Linked DNA regions of Mus musculus: all the other regions are linked to region 3. Evidence: chromatin contacts called from public HiChIP or PLAC-seq data. All regions are on one chromosome and are shown on one strand. The core of a region is the stretch at or near the end of the contact, and the rest is flanking DNA. Distances in the headings are between cores, read along the strand shown. Region 1 overlaps Gm32898 (a long non-coding RNA gene). Region 2 has its middle 16 kb from the start of Gm32898. Region 3 overlaps Plxnc1 (plexin C1).

Region 1 (3,962 bases), core at 1,435-3,934, 310 kb before region 3:
AGTAGAACCTCAGAAGTCAAATTGTCTGCTCTCACTCACCTGACCAACCCTCTGTATACAAGTAACAGCTCACCTCTGTTGCCTTGAGTACACAGTGTTTGGTTACTCGCATGCCATGCTGGACTGCTGATGTGTTGGGTCACCTGCCTCATCCCGCTGGGGCCTCTAAAACCCTTGGCAGGTTGCCCTGTTTTATGTGCCTAGGACCTCTCATTTCTTTCATTCCATGAAACACTTCTCCTTGCTCACTTCTTCCCCCCCCCCCCCCCCCCCCACTGCTTAACTGCCATCCTCAAGCCCTGCTCTACACTCTAGGCTACCAACTCTTTCTCCACAGCCCCATGCCTGGCTCTGCCCCTCTGCTAACCAACTTAGAACTATATGGTTCAGGATGGGATAGGAAGGCAATAGGAACAGGAAAAGCAAGATCTCTATGCATGTTTCTCCTAGAAGCCATAGAAAATGACTAGGAGACACTGGGAAATACAGACCAGAAAAGAACCAGTCTTTCCCCTAGAGCAAACCATCACTGTCACTTTCCCTACAAAACAAAGCACACAAAGCAGTACTAGGAAAAGCTGCTGGTTTCTTCTGCTGCAAGAGGACTACGCAGCTGAGGTTGAAATGTTCAGAGGTCACATTTCCTCCCACCCATTCTCAGACACTACACCTGTGCCTGCCATGCTAGCTCCTATGCGTGTGCGTTATGTATGTTCTCTGTATGGCTAGACTTTCATCTGTCTTGTTTATTTTCTATATGCATTGCTTTGTTTTAAAACTGATAAGCTTTCTGCCTATTTCTATACTTAGGTCCTTCCATGGTGTCATTTTTAAGTGATTTTATTGCTTCCCATCATGTATGTGTTTAATCTATATAGTCTGTTGTTGGCTGACTGCCATATTTACTATTATAAATGAGCAACCTTAGCCTTACCATGCCAAGGGGGCTCCAGAAGCCGTTCAGTGTAGTGAAGCAGGTCAGCCACCTTACTTGGCTGGTAAATCGGGTCAACACATCTTCAGTTGTGTGTAATTGGCTGAAACAGTTGTGGTTTGCTTTGTCCACTAAGAAATACTCAGGGAAGGGGTGGCTAAACGAGGGTGCTGAACCTGAGTCTAGACAGTGTGACTGAGGCCCTCAGCTCGGTCCTAGAACCCCCTCATTCTCGTCGGGATCAAGAAAGAATCAAGAGACAGGAAAGAAGGAGAAGATTTTTGAATTTGTTTTTCCTTTGGATTTCTGCCAAGTTGGCTGGCACCTGCTGCCCTAGTCCCCCCACCCCCACCCCTGTCGGGACCAAATCAGTATTTTGTCTGGGTCCCTGGACTAGCAGGTGAGAATTCAAGCCACTTGTACAATCATGGACCTGGCAGAAAGAAGGTGTGTGGGACAGTCTCTGGAATGTCTAGTGTTTTCTTCTGGACAGATGTGGACCACATAGGAGAAACGTCTTGGGGGTTGAGTTGGGATGTACACTCAATGGGTATATGAGGGTAGGGTAGGGGGATCCCAGTAGCAGGAAGCCAAAGGACAGGGCATCTCCATGAGGCTTAGGGATGAGCCCCCAGGATATGTGTAACACCTTAACCCAGTCAAAAGACTGCAAGGAAGAATCTCCTAAAGTGACAGTGGAATAGGAGTCTCCCAGGGGCACCGTGAGAAGCCAGCTCTTTTGTCTGTGGAGATTAGTAAGCTGAGGCCAGCAACAGGAGTTCCCATGTTAGCCCATTGCTTGTCCTTTACCACCCCAAATCCCCGACCAAGCAGACTCATCAGGGAAGAATTGGAAAGCAAGAAGAGAAGAACATGCTGCCAAGCTGAGAAGTCAGCCATTGGTCCCTCTACCTCATCCGTGAGCTGGACATAGACCTGGTGGTAGTTGGGAGATTAGATGCAATATCAGGTCCATGGGTTTTCTGGGTTTGTCTGTTTGCTTGTTTGTTTGTTTGTTTTATTCACCTTGGGCTATTTTATTTTATTGAGACAGAGTCCCATTATGTGGTTCTGGTTGGCCTGGAACCTACTCTGTAGACCAGGTTGGCCTCAAACTCACACTGCTCACTCTCTAAAATGCTGGGATCGAAAGCTTGGACCATCACGCCCTCAAGGCTTGGCCATTTTAAACTCCAAGAACTGTGTCTGTGTTTACTACCAAAAGTGATCTCAGCCTGTTTCCCAAGATGAAGTCATGGATCTGGCAGAGTTTTTGTCCAGGTGTGTTTTATGTCCTGGGGAGTTCCCAGGGATGAGAGAGACAGCAGCAGCAGGTTGACTGTGGACAGCTTGTGAGCTGTTGTCAGTACAGCCGTTCCTCTTAGAGTCAACATGGAGTAAGCGTGGGGATCTGTGCTTCTCCCCACGTTGAACCTTCAGACCTGGTGAAGCCCTATTTCACTGAGGCGAGGGCCAAGCTCATCTGTATCCATCCTTTTCTCCACTGGCCTCATAGCAGCAGTGTTTCCCAACCTGGCCACGCCATGGCAATGTTTGCCCAGCCTGGCTACGAGATGGTCACCCCAGATCTAGGTTGTGCATCCTAGCTCACCCAAACACATAATTGCAGCTGCTGCTCTCTCTGTACTTATTACAGAGAGAGAAGGAAGTCCCTCCCCAAAACCAACCTGTGACCTTGGACCAGAGCTGGGTCACATAAGCACCCCGCCCTGCAACACATCTCTAGAACATTTTCACTTCCTTATTTCCTAAGACACTTCGAGCCACTATAAACTAAAATGGTGTCTCCACCCATGAACTGATCCCAATGAGATCATCAGTCACCTCACTGCTTGAGTGGGTACGGTGTTTCACAAACTATGTACTTTGATTTCTAAATCAGTTGATGCTGCTGGCTTCTTCTTGCCCCTTGAGATCTTGTTTGTCCCCTCACAGGGAGCTTCCTTTCTGGGTCTCCTACCTCTCCATCCCTCTTCAGGGTTCTGTGACTCTCTCAACTCCATTACAGTGTGTGTGTGTGTGTGTGTGTGTGTGTGTGTGTGTGTGTGTGTGTGAGAGAGAGAGAGAGAGAGAGAGAGAGAGAGAGAGAGAGAGAGAGAGGAGATGCCAGAGATAAATATTAGATATCATTCTCCATCTTTATCTTCTTCTCCTCCTCCTCCTTTCCCTCCATCATCTTTGTCATCACCACCACCACCACCACCATCATCATCATCATGATTTTTTTTGAGACAGGGTTTCTCTATGTAGCCCTGGCTGTCCTGGAACTCACTTCATAGATCAGACTAGCCTCGAACTTAGAGATCTGTCTGCCTCTGCCTCCCACGTACTTACTGACTTATTTTTATTTTTGAGACAAGTTCCCTCACTGAAGCTGGGGCAATTGGGCTAGACTGGCCATCCCCTGGGCTCCAGGGCTCTCTGTCCCTGCATTGGGGTCACAGAAGTGTGATGCCATGTCCAGCTTCTGGGTGGGTTCTGGGGATCCAAACTCAGGTCCTCCTGCTTGCATGAAGCGTCCTTTTCAAAGTGAGCTGCCCCTCCAGCCCCCACCCTACCCCCGCCCCCACCCCCGCATATGCTTTCTACACCAGCTCTCCTTGCATTCGGCAGCAGCCTGTGTGACAGATACCCAAACATAAATTCATCATTAGCACTCATCTCTTTTCTCCAGGGTCAATGTAGCCCCGGCTATCCTGGAACTCAATGTGTAGACCAGGCTGACTGGTTCCCAGCCTGGAACTCACAGAGATGCCCCTGCCTCTGCTTACTGAATTTGGGGATTAAAGTGGTGTGCAGTTACTCAACTCCATACTTCTAATTTCTGTATAACATCTCTGCCATGCATAGCCTTAGGCTGAAAACATCAAAGTCTTTCCCCTTACCTCTGGTGTTTTCGTATACCTCCACCTATCCAGACTGGAAGCTGGAGCCCTCACCATTGCCCACCTCAGACCCAGTCAGTACTACCTCCCAATTACATCTCAGAACTGCCACTCGCCATCTT
Region 2 (4,556 bases), core at 297-2,796, 280 kb before region 3:
GTCCAAAGGTCACCCCCATATCTTCCTACTCTTGAGTCCTTTGAGACATTGCAGCTGAAGTCACTGGCTACGGGTGCCCTTCAAGAAACGGAAACTTTTGAAGATCACAGACTGTCCAGTGTCTTGGGGCTCGTCCCTACAGTCCCTATCCAGCTGATGGGATTTTTCTCTATCTCTGTTCTGTTGAAGACAACTTCACACAAAGTATTGTATATTTCCTGCTTCTACTGTGTCTTCTTGACCAGACTATTTGCATCCGTTAAATGTTTTTCCCCCCTCTCTCCCCTGCTGACAAGATCCCCTCTCGTCATTTAAATTGCAGCTTTACATTCATCTCCATTCCCTGCCACACGCTGCCAAATTGGGAAATGTCTATTAGTCACTCTGCAAAAAAAATTTTTTTTGAGTGTCGGCTCTACAGAGCACTGTCATCAGCGCTGCACAGTACACTAATAATTATGACACAGACTTTGTCTTCAGATTCTATTCAAAGGTAATTCTGGAGAGAGAAAGAAACTAAGTGTGTGAAATGACAGGTAGTAAAACTACACAATAAATCACATTTTTAAAAAATCACCATCAAATCCTATTGATGCCCAGTGGGAGGAAAGGAAGATAGCGTTTGGGCAGGGCCATGAACAGATGAACAGGATTTAAATTGGAGGGAAGGAAAGAGGTGGACAATCTAAAATAAAAAATAAATGATGTCTGGATCGCAGGGAGGTCCATGGAAAGGTAAAGCCATTGCGGATGACAGGATGTAAGTGACTGGAATTGAACGGGGGGGGGGGGGGTTGCTCAGTAGCTTCTCAATAACGTAAAAGCGGTGTTAGAAGAGGAACTTGGAAGCCTGGGTCAGGATGAAGAACTAGAAGTCAGAGAAACCAGTCACAAGTCTGGTGTAATGCTGGTACAGAGCACAAGTACAAGTACTCCACAGGGCATTTCCCATCAACCAGCCCCACACAGCAGTGCCCAGGGGCTCCCAACTACCAGGCATTTAACCAACATATAGAAGACATGTTTCAGCAACCATGATTACAAGGATCATAGGACATATGAGCCAGGAAGGGGGACAGAGTCCAGCTATATAATCTTTCAAAATATATATCCTTCACAACATCACACAGTAAAGCCCCGCAAATGATGGATTTCAAAGGATGGGCCCAGGGACAGGCTTGCCAGGGAAAGGTACCTTATTTGGGGATGAAGACAATATTCCCAGGACTATCACAAGCAGGCACATGTCCAGCAAGCAGGAAGGGAGGCCTCTTTTGATACAGAAAGGAACTTTCTCCAGAGCCCCCTTACAGTGAGTGATGTCTTAGCTGGTGTCTCATTGCTATAATGACCACAGCCACTCTTATAGAGGAAAATATTTAACTGTGGCTGGTTTGTAGATTCAGAGGTTCAGTCCACTATCATCAGGGCAGGAAGCATGGCAGTGTGCAGGCAGACAGTGCTGGAGAAGGAGCTGAGAGTTCTACATTTTGGTCCACGGGCAGCAGGGGGACACACTGGCCAGACTTGAGCTTATAAAACCTCAAAGCCCTGCCTCCGCAGTGATGCACTTCCTCCAACGAAGCCACACCCACTCCAACGAGGCCACGTCTCCTAATAGTGACATTTCTTGTGGTCCAAGCATTCACACACATGAGTCTCTGAGGACCATCCCTATTCAAACCAACACAAGTGATCACTCTTCAGTGTCAACTTGACTGGGTTTAGAATTACCTGGAATATATACCTCTGGGTGTGCCTGGGTGGATACTTCCAGAGAAGTTTAACTGAGGAGGGAAAACCTACCCTGAATGTGTGTAATACCATCCCTTGGGCTTGGATCCCAGACTGAATGAAACCTGGGGGAAAAAGAGCAAACTTAAAAGCAACCATTACCTCTCTCGGCTTTTTCACTGTGGATACAGCATATCCAGCTGCCTTGAGCTCCCGCCACCACGCCATCCTTTCTTGATAATCTGTACCCTCAAACTGTTCCTTAAGAATCTTCTGCCACAGCTGGGCGGTGGTGGCGCACACCTTTAATCCCATCACTTGGGAGGCAGAGGCAGGCAGATTTCTGAGTTCGAGGCCAGCCTGGTCTACATAGTGAGTTCCAAGGACAGCCAGGGCTATACTGAGAAACCCTGTCTCAAAAAAACCCAACCCCCCAAAAGAGAGAGAGAGAGAGAGAGAGAGAGAGAGAGAGAGAGAGAGAGAGAGAGAGAGAGAGAGTCTTCTGCCACAACAGTAAGAAAAGCAATGAGTAAGCCCATCAGGCTTCTTAGAGCCCTTTCCTTGCCATTGGTAATCCGTCATGCTGGGCTGCAAGAGAAGCTGAGAGAGCAGACATTGCAGACTGTACACCGGAAGTGTGATGTTGACCACAGGGGAGGAAAGGGAAGGGGTTTTACCCCGCCCCCCCCAAAAAAAAACTCAGTGAAATACTAAACACAGACTTATTTTGCAGACATTGTTTCAGGTTCAAATGACTTCCGAATGACTTCTAGTACATTAAGCAAGGTAGAAATGACCCGTGGAGGGGGGTTTGGGGGGAGAATACGTCTCCCATTCCAGAATCTTCCAATTCCATCCCTCCCTGCAGCAGCACTAGATCTTGGTTGGAAACCTTGTTAAAAGGTTTAATAAGGAAATGCTCTGCTGTCTGGAGTCAGGGAGAATGTGAAGTTTAACTTCTGTCTGGGAAGTGGCAAACTGTAAGAAAGTTGACTTTGAAATTTGTCAGATAGGTCAGGCCTATTTGTAGCTTTTTAAAAAAGGCCCGAAATCATGGGGCTGACAGGAAGCGAAAGGGAAGCAGAAGCAGCCTGCTCCTCATCCCTAAAATTGCATCAAGTCCAAGTCTTAGAATAAAATAATTTTCATTTTCTTATTTCTTATCCTAGCCAGCATTTGGATCTAGACTTGAGTTCCTTGGGGGGACACATCGTCATTATGCAAGATAGGAAAAGGAAAGAAGCCCATGATTTTTTAATGCTATATTTATGAACCAAATAAATATGTAATTATAGCTAGAAACAGGGAAAGGGCAGGCAGTAGGAAGCAACTGGAAAAACTGCTGGCGTGGTGTATTAGTTGCTCTCTTTGTTGCTCGCACCAAAATGCCTGACAAGACACGAGGGGTGGGAGAGATGGCTGAGAGTTAAGAGCAAGTGTGGCTTTTCCAGAAGACCTGGACATGGTTCCTAGGACCCAGGGGACCCACCACTGCCTGTAATGCCAGCTCCAGAGAATATGATGACATCTCTTCTGGCCTCTGCAGGCATGGGCACACACATAGTAAACACACAGAGAGACATACACACCTACACATAAATCAGAATAGATAGATAGATAGATAGATAGATAGATAGATAGATAGATAGAAGAGAAGCAATTTAAATAAGGAAAGCTTTCCGAGGACTCACAGTTTATGAAGAGAGTCCACAAAAGCTGGGAAGGTATAGTGGGAGGAGGGACTGCTATGGTGCTGGGAGCTTGTTTACATCTGGACAAGTGAGGAAGCAGGGGATGCCTGTTCACTGGCCTTTTTGTGTCCCCAGGCCCATGAAGTGGTACCATCTACATTCAGGGACCATCCTCCCTCCTCATTTAAACTCTTGAAATGTCCTCACTAACACCCTCAAAGATTAGATTCATTAATGCCATTATTGGATTAATTCTTAATCCAATCAACTTGACAATTAAAATGAACACGTGTGAATCCACCCCCACCCCCCACTTGCCAGCTTATACCCAACACATCACCTTAAACCAGAATGGTCCCATCCGGGTCCACATAGGCAAACGTGTACATCCCAGCTTCAAACGTCTCTAATTTTCATCCAACGTCTCTTTGGAACTCAAAGCAGTCTCTTACTTGTGAGCAATTATAAAACACACACACAAAAAGTTGCAGGGCTGGTGAGATGGCTCAGCGGTTAAGTGCACTGGCTGCTCTTCTAGAGGTCCTGAGTTCAGTTCCCAGCAACCACATGGTAGCTCACAAGGGATCTGATGCCCTCTTCTGGGATGCAGGTGTATATGCAGCATATATATATATATATATATATATATATATATATATATATATTCCAATAAATAAATAATATAAAAAGATACTCTGTTCCCAAACTTTAAAAATATAAGGAAATAAATAATTTAAATAAGTTAAGTTGCGTACCTCCAATATGTCGTAACATAGAGTAAACATTTCCATTCTAAAAGGGAGGAAAAGAGGGTTCCGCTATTAAACCACAAATGAAAGCGAGCCAGGAACCCAGAGGGGCAAACACCAAGCCCTGCAGCCCCATGTTCAGCATCTGGAGCTCATAACTGCATCGTTTGTGCTACATGGGCCCAAGTAGCCCTTTACCCACAGCTCTGTTGCTGGCAGTACCCTTGGCTTCTCTCTTGTGGTTACTTGAGTCAGTGGCTACAGCTTTTCTTGGTGAAAATCCCTCGTTTTTTTGGCGGCTCCAATAACCTTGGTGTCTACTGCAAATTAGGCTCACCTTCAGCACTGGCAATGACCTGTCAAGGTCTCTTCTCAGGGAATT
Region 3 (3,993 bases), core at 51-2,550:
GATTTCTCATTGATAAAGTGGGGATGGTCATAGTATTGACTCATACGGATTAAATGAATTAACCCATGCTGATGCTGGTTCAGACGGCAGGTGCATAGTAAGAGCTCAGAAATGCCGGCTTTTATTAGTCCTTACCTGCTCCCTCCTTATTTATCTTTTATGCTTATAAGGAAGGTTAACGGGCATGCATAAAGTTACAAATTTCACATTTCATGCATATTCCTTTATTACTTAATTTTTTACCACCTGGAAACGCTCAAAAATCTCCCAGTTTGCCCTTGAGATTAGGAGAGAATATTCTTACAGGCAACAGAGTCAGCTCAAAGGAGTCCAAAGCACACGACAGACTCCACCACAGTTGGAGAAGCGATATGGCATGTGTTCCTAGGATGGTATACCCCATGTGACACGTGCCATGTGGATTTTCAAACACTGAGTTCAGAGTCGGCACACTTTCAGCTGATTTCAGTAGAGATACTGACAACTTTAAAAAAAATGATCACATAGAACCATATTCAGAAAGGGGGCAAAATGGAAAGATGATGGGGGAGGTGGGGTGCGACTTGCTACAGGATCCCAAAACACCTGCGGAGAAGTTGGTAGGGCAGGACCTTTGAGCTCCACATTTCCTCCCCTTCCCTACCATTTTACAAAGGCAGAAGTGGGGTAATAAGGGTGCTAGCAACCACAAAATCTCTAGGTTTCTCATGGCTCATCATTGAAATCTTACCTTTGGAGACAGTACTGTCTTCTTTGGAACGGGTGTGTGTGTGTGTGTGTGTGTGTGTGTGTGTGTGTGTGTGTGTTTAAAGACTTTTTATAGAGTGATCCAGTATCTCGGCTCAAGTTCAAAATTGTGTTCCCATATAACACCATGATAGAGCTATTTAAAAATACTGTTTACAAAGGGTTTGCAGCAGCATTTGAATATAAGCCTCTTCCCTCATTAGCTGAAGGAAAGGAGGATTCAAAACTGGATACAGTCTGACCTCAACTATGTAAAAAAAGAATCTAAAATGCTGACAGTGGTTGCCTCTACATGACGCAATTAAAGATCATTTTTATTTTGCCTTCCTCTTATCCCCCGCTACCCTGCAACTCTCTACGTGAGCTTATAGTTCTTTCACAAGCAGGGAAAAAAATATTATTTAAATAGCCTGAGGTTTAAAATGGCACCAAAATTATATTAAAACTCCATGAGGTTTGCAGAGACGGAAGAAGTCAGGTTCTTACTGGTGGTGATAAAAACAGCAACCGGCTGCCGGTTGCCTGCCTCAGATCCAGCCAGGCATATACTACGGTGCCTGGCACATGTCAAAATGCCTTCGCCTCTTGATCACTGCGAAACTGATGAGTCAGGCTGTGGGTGATGCGAGCCCTTTTTTTCCTCCTCCTCCCGCTGTCGGCAGCAGGTCGGGGTTCGCTTCTCTGGTGTCCATTAATACCTCCAGGAAGAGGCTTAGAAGCCAAGCTTGTGTCTCTCAGTGTTCATCTTCCCTAACGGTTCTGGGGAGAAGTGTGGCAAGAGGAATGGGAGGTTCTTTGGAATAAAAAGATCTGGGGATCATCTGGGCATGATTCTATTTGGGGGTGTTGGGGGGAGTGTTGGGGCCATCTCCAAGTCATTTCAAAAGCTATATCCAAGAATTTGCACATGGACACAAGAGACAGTATGAAGGGAATTACCTACTGTCCCTAGAGAGTAGGGTGGGAGGGAGACAGCCTCACCCCTCAGAGCCTCCTGCTGTGGGAGGGAACTATTAGAGACCAAGTATGGGGAGTGGTTAATCCTGGGTCAGGTCAGGGGTTCCCTCAATCAGAGGGTCGGCTGGCTGGCTGGCTGGCTGGCTCCCTCCCAACACACCATCCCCTGGCTAAGAGCCCCCAAAGGAGGAGCCTGGAAGCTGAGGCACGGACTGCAATGTCCCCACAGCAGAGAGTTATGAATCCAGCCTCTGACATTGTTCCAAGTTCAAATCCCTGCACTGCCCATTTGTAACTTTGTCCAATCACTCAACAATGCTAGGCCTCCATGTTTCCATCTGTAAAATGGGGCTGGTGAGAGAGCTGGATTATTTAACATGCAGGAAACACTGTAGAAATGTAAACTCATGAAACTGAAACCAAACATCTGTCTACCCTTGTTAATTGAACCCTGAAAATGAGACCAGATGGGGGTCTCAAAGTGGTACCCCATACAGACCATGAGGACGGCAAGACTTAATCGCAACCACCTTTCTATTAACAGCGTGAAGCTGCAGCTTGGGCCCACCCCCCGGCTTCTAGCAAGACTGAAACTCGGACAGCTGCACACACGAATGGCTGATCTGAATCCACAGGACAAGGGAAGCCAAGCCATCCCATGGGGGACTATTTATAGGCAAGTGTTCCTTCACCTCCAATTCTTCGTGTGACAGTCTGGTAGGCTCAGCTTGGGGAAACAGTGTTCTTGTCAAAACACTTGTCAAAAACATCCCAAATCTGAAGAGATAATTGGTAAGGAGACCCAGGCAAGACGGATAGAAACTTCCTCTGCAGGGTTAATGGGCCTCCTTGGCCTGACCAGGCTAGTATGTCCACAGGCATTCCTGTGTGTCAAGTGTGCAAAGATTGGTGGGTATTTCTCTATCTACCTCTCCTTTCCCCAGGAAATGAAACTAGCTCAAGGAGAAAGATGATCAATGTATATTTAAAAAGAATGTGTATACAAACAAATTCCCTCCCATATGTTACTGGGTTTCCTCCAAAGGAAACAGACTCAATCAAATGCCTACCCAGAACTCGGCATTGTGTCAGGCTGAGGGAATTCATGGCGCCCTTTACAGGAAGCTTAGACTCAAGGTAGGACAAACATGGACCACAGAGGCTAGGTATCAAGGCAAGACATCAATATAAAGTCAAGGAAGGGTGCTGGTGGTGAGTAGCTCAGGAGACGAGGAGAGCAAGACACTTCTGGGGGCTTGGACACCGTCAGAGAGAAGGCAGGACTGGAGCCAATTAGAGAACTCAGTAAAGAATAGAAAGAAGGGGGAAGCCATTTCCGGCTAGGGGTGGGTATGATCAAGTGTGGACACAGGACCACATAGCGGCTCACAAGCTAAGCTGGAGAGAGTCTGTGGGTACAAAGCCATCAGATGAGGAAAGGGTTGGGGTGGTTTTTTTTTTCCTGTCTTGCCTAGTATAATCTCATTTTACATTTAGAGAAATGGAGGCTAAGAGAGGCTAAATGATCCGCCTTAAAGGCACAGCTAGCTGAAGAGGGGCGACGGCTGCGGGGTGTGTGTGTGGGGGGGGTGGCAAACAGGGCTGCCAGTATTCAATTAAGAATCTGAGCTGAGGGTCAACTGAGTGGCTGCTGAGAGAGGGGGTCAAGCAGTGTCACCAGTCTAGGGTGACAGACACTGCGGTTCCTAGCCACGGCTGTTGCTGGAGGCCACGGGAGACACGCCATTCATGCTTGCTAAGGATGCTGACAAGAGGACCGCTGAGTAATTTCAGATGAACCCCTTGGTGGTTCTGATTTGACTTTCTCCTCCTCCTCCTCCCCGCTGCCCCTCCCCCTCTGGGTGAATTAAAAAAAAAAATCTCAGCTTGACCAAGGTTCATCTATACCATGGGGGAAAACAGTCCTATGAGATGAAAGGCCAGGGGAGTCTGGAAGAATTTCAGATCTTTAACCTCTCCCTGGTGTGTACAGGTACAGGGGGCAGAAAACAAACCCCCTCTGTGGGTGGCACAGGGGCTGGAAGGAGGGCACACCTGTTTCTTCTTCTTCTTCTTTTTCTTTTCAAGCCTCTAATCTCGTGTCTCTTTGAAGTTGTGAGAAATAAGGTGATTTGTGAGAACTGAAAGGTTAAACGTCTCAGGAAGGTGAGTCAGGGATGGGGTAGGGGCTGGAGCAGCATTCATCACACCCAGCAGCCGTGAGTAAGGAAGGGGGCACGGTGTGCCTCCTATACAGACAGCAGGCGGCTAGTGCCTCATTGCAGGGTG

What was found. HiChIP or PLAC-seq counts read pairs in DNA pulled down with a chosen protein or histone mark.
Region 1: an H3K4me3 HiChIP or PLAC-seq map of bone marrow-derived macrophages shows a contact between it and region 3, with 4 times the contacts expected there. The contact joins two enhancer-like sites. A contact is called at or near these places in 3 of 115 datasets of contacts at active chromatin or transcription factors (bone marrow-derived macrophages, embryonic basal ganglia and microglia).
Region 2: a contact with region 3 is called in an H3K4me3 HiChIP or PLAC-seq map of bone marrow-derived macrophages, with 7 times the contacts expected there. The contact joins two enhancer-like sites. A contact is called at or near these places in 1 of 15 datasets of contacts at CTCF or cohesin (the NIH/3T3 cell line), 1 of 484 Hi-C or Micro-C datasets (bone marrow-derived macrophages), 8 of 115 datasets of contacts at active chromatin or transcription factors (bone marrow-derived macrophages, embryonic basal ganglia, embryonic forebrain and 4 more) and 2 of 9 other capture datasets (bone marrow-derived macrophages and liver).

What each region holds. Positions count from the first base shown.
Region 1 is chr10:94,602,992-94,606,953 of GRCm38.p6, forward strand. The region is part of intron 4 of Gm32898 (a long non-coding RNA gene); the gene reads right to left. Among named protein-coding and RNA genes, the nearest start is that of Gm32898, 19 kb to the right of the region's middle. Within about 2 kb of position 2,685, at least 49 of the 459 cell types and tissues checked have an H3K27ac peak or open chromatin away from gene starts, as enhancers often do. A contact at or near this core is called in bone marrow-derived macrophages, where this site is marked.
Region 2 is chr10:94,637,910-94,642,465 of GRCm38.p6, forward strand. No RefSeq gene overlaps it. Among named protein-coding and RNA genes, the nearest start is that of Gm32898, 16 kb to the left of the region's middle. Within about 2 kb of position 1,547, at least 30 of the 459 cell types and tissues checked have an H3K27ac peak or open chromatin away from gene starts, as enhancers often do. A contact at or near this core is called in bone marrow-derived macrophages and microglia, where this site is marked.
Region 3 is chr10:94,918,406-94,922,398 of GRCm38.p6, forward strand. The region is part of intron 2 of Plxnc1 (plexin C1); the gene reads right to left. Among named protein-coding and RNA genes, the nearest start is that of Plxnc1, 24 kb to the right of the region's middle. Within about 2 kb of position 1,301, at least 108 of the 459 cell types and tissues checked have an H3K27ac peak or open chromatin away from gene starts, as enhancers often do. A contact at or near this core is called in bone marrow-derived macrophages and microglia, where this site is marked.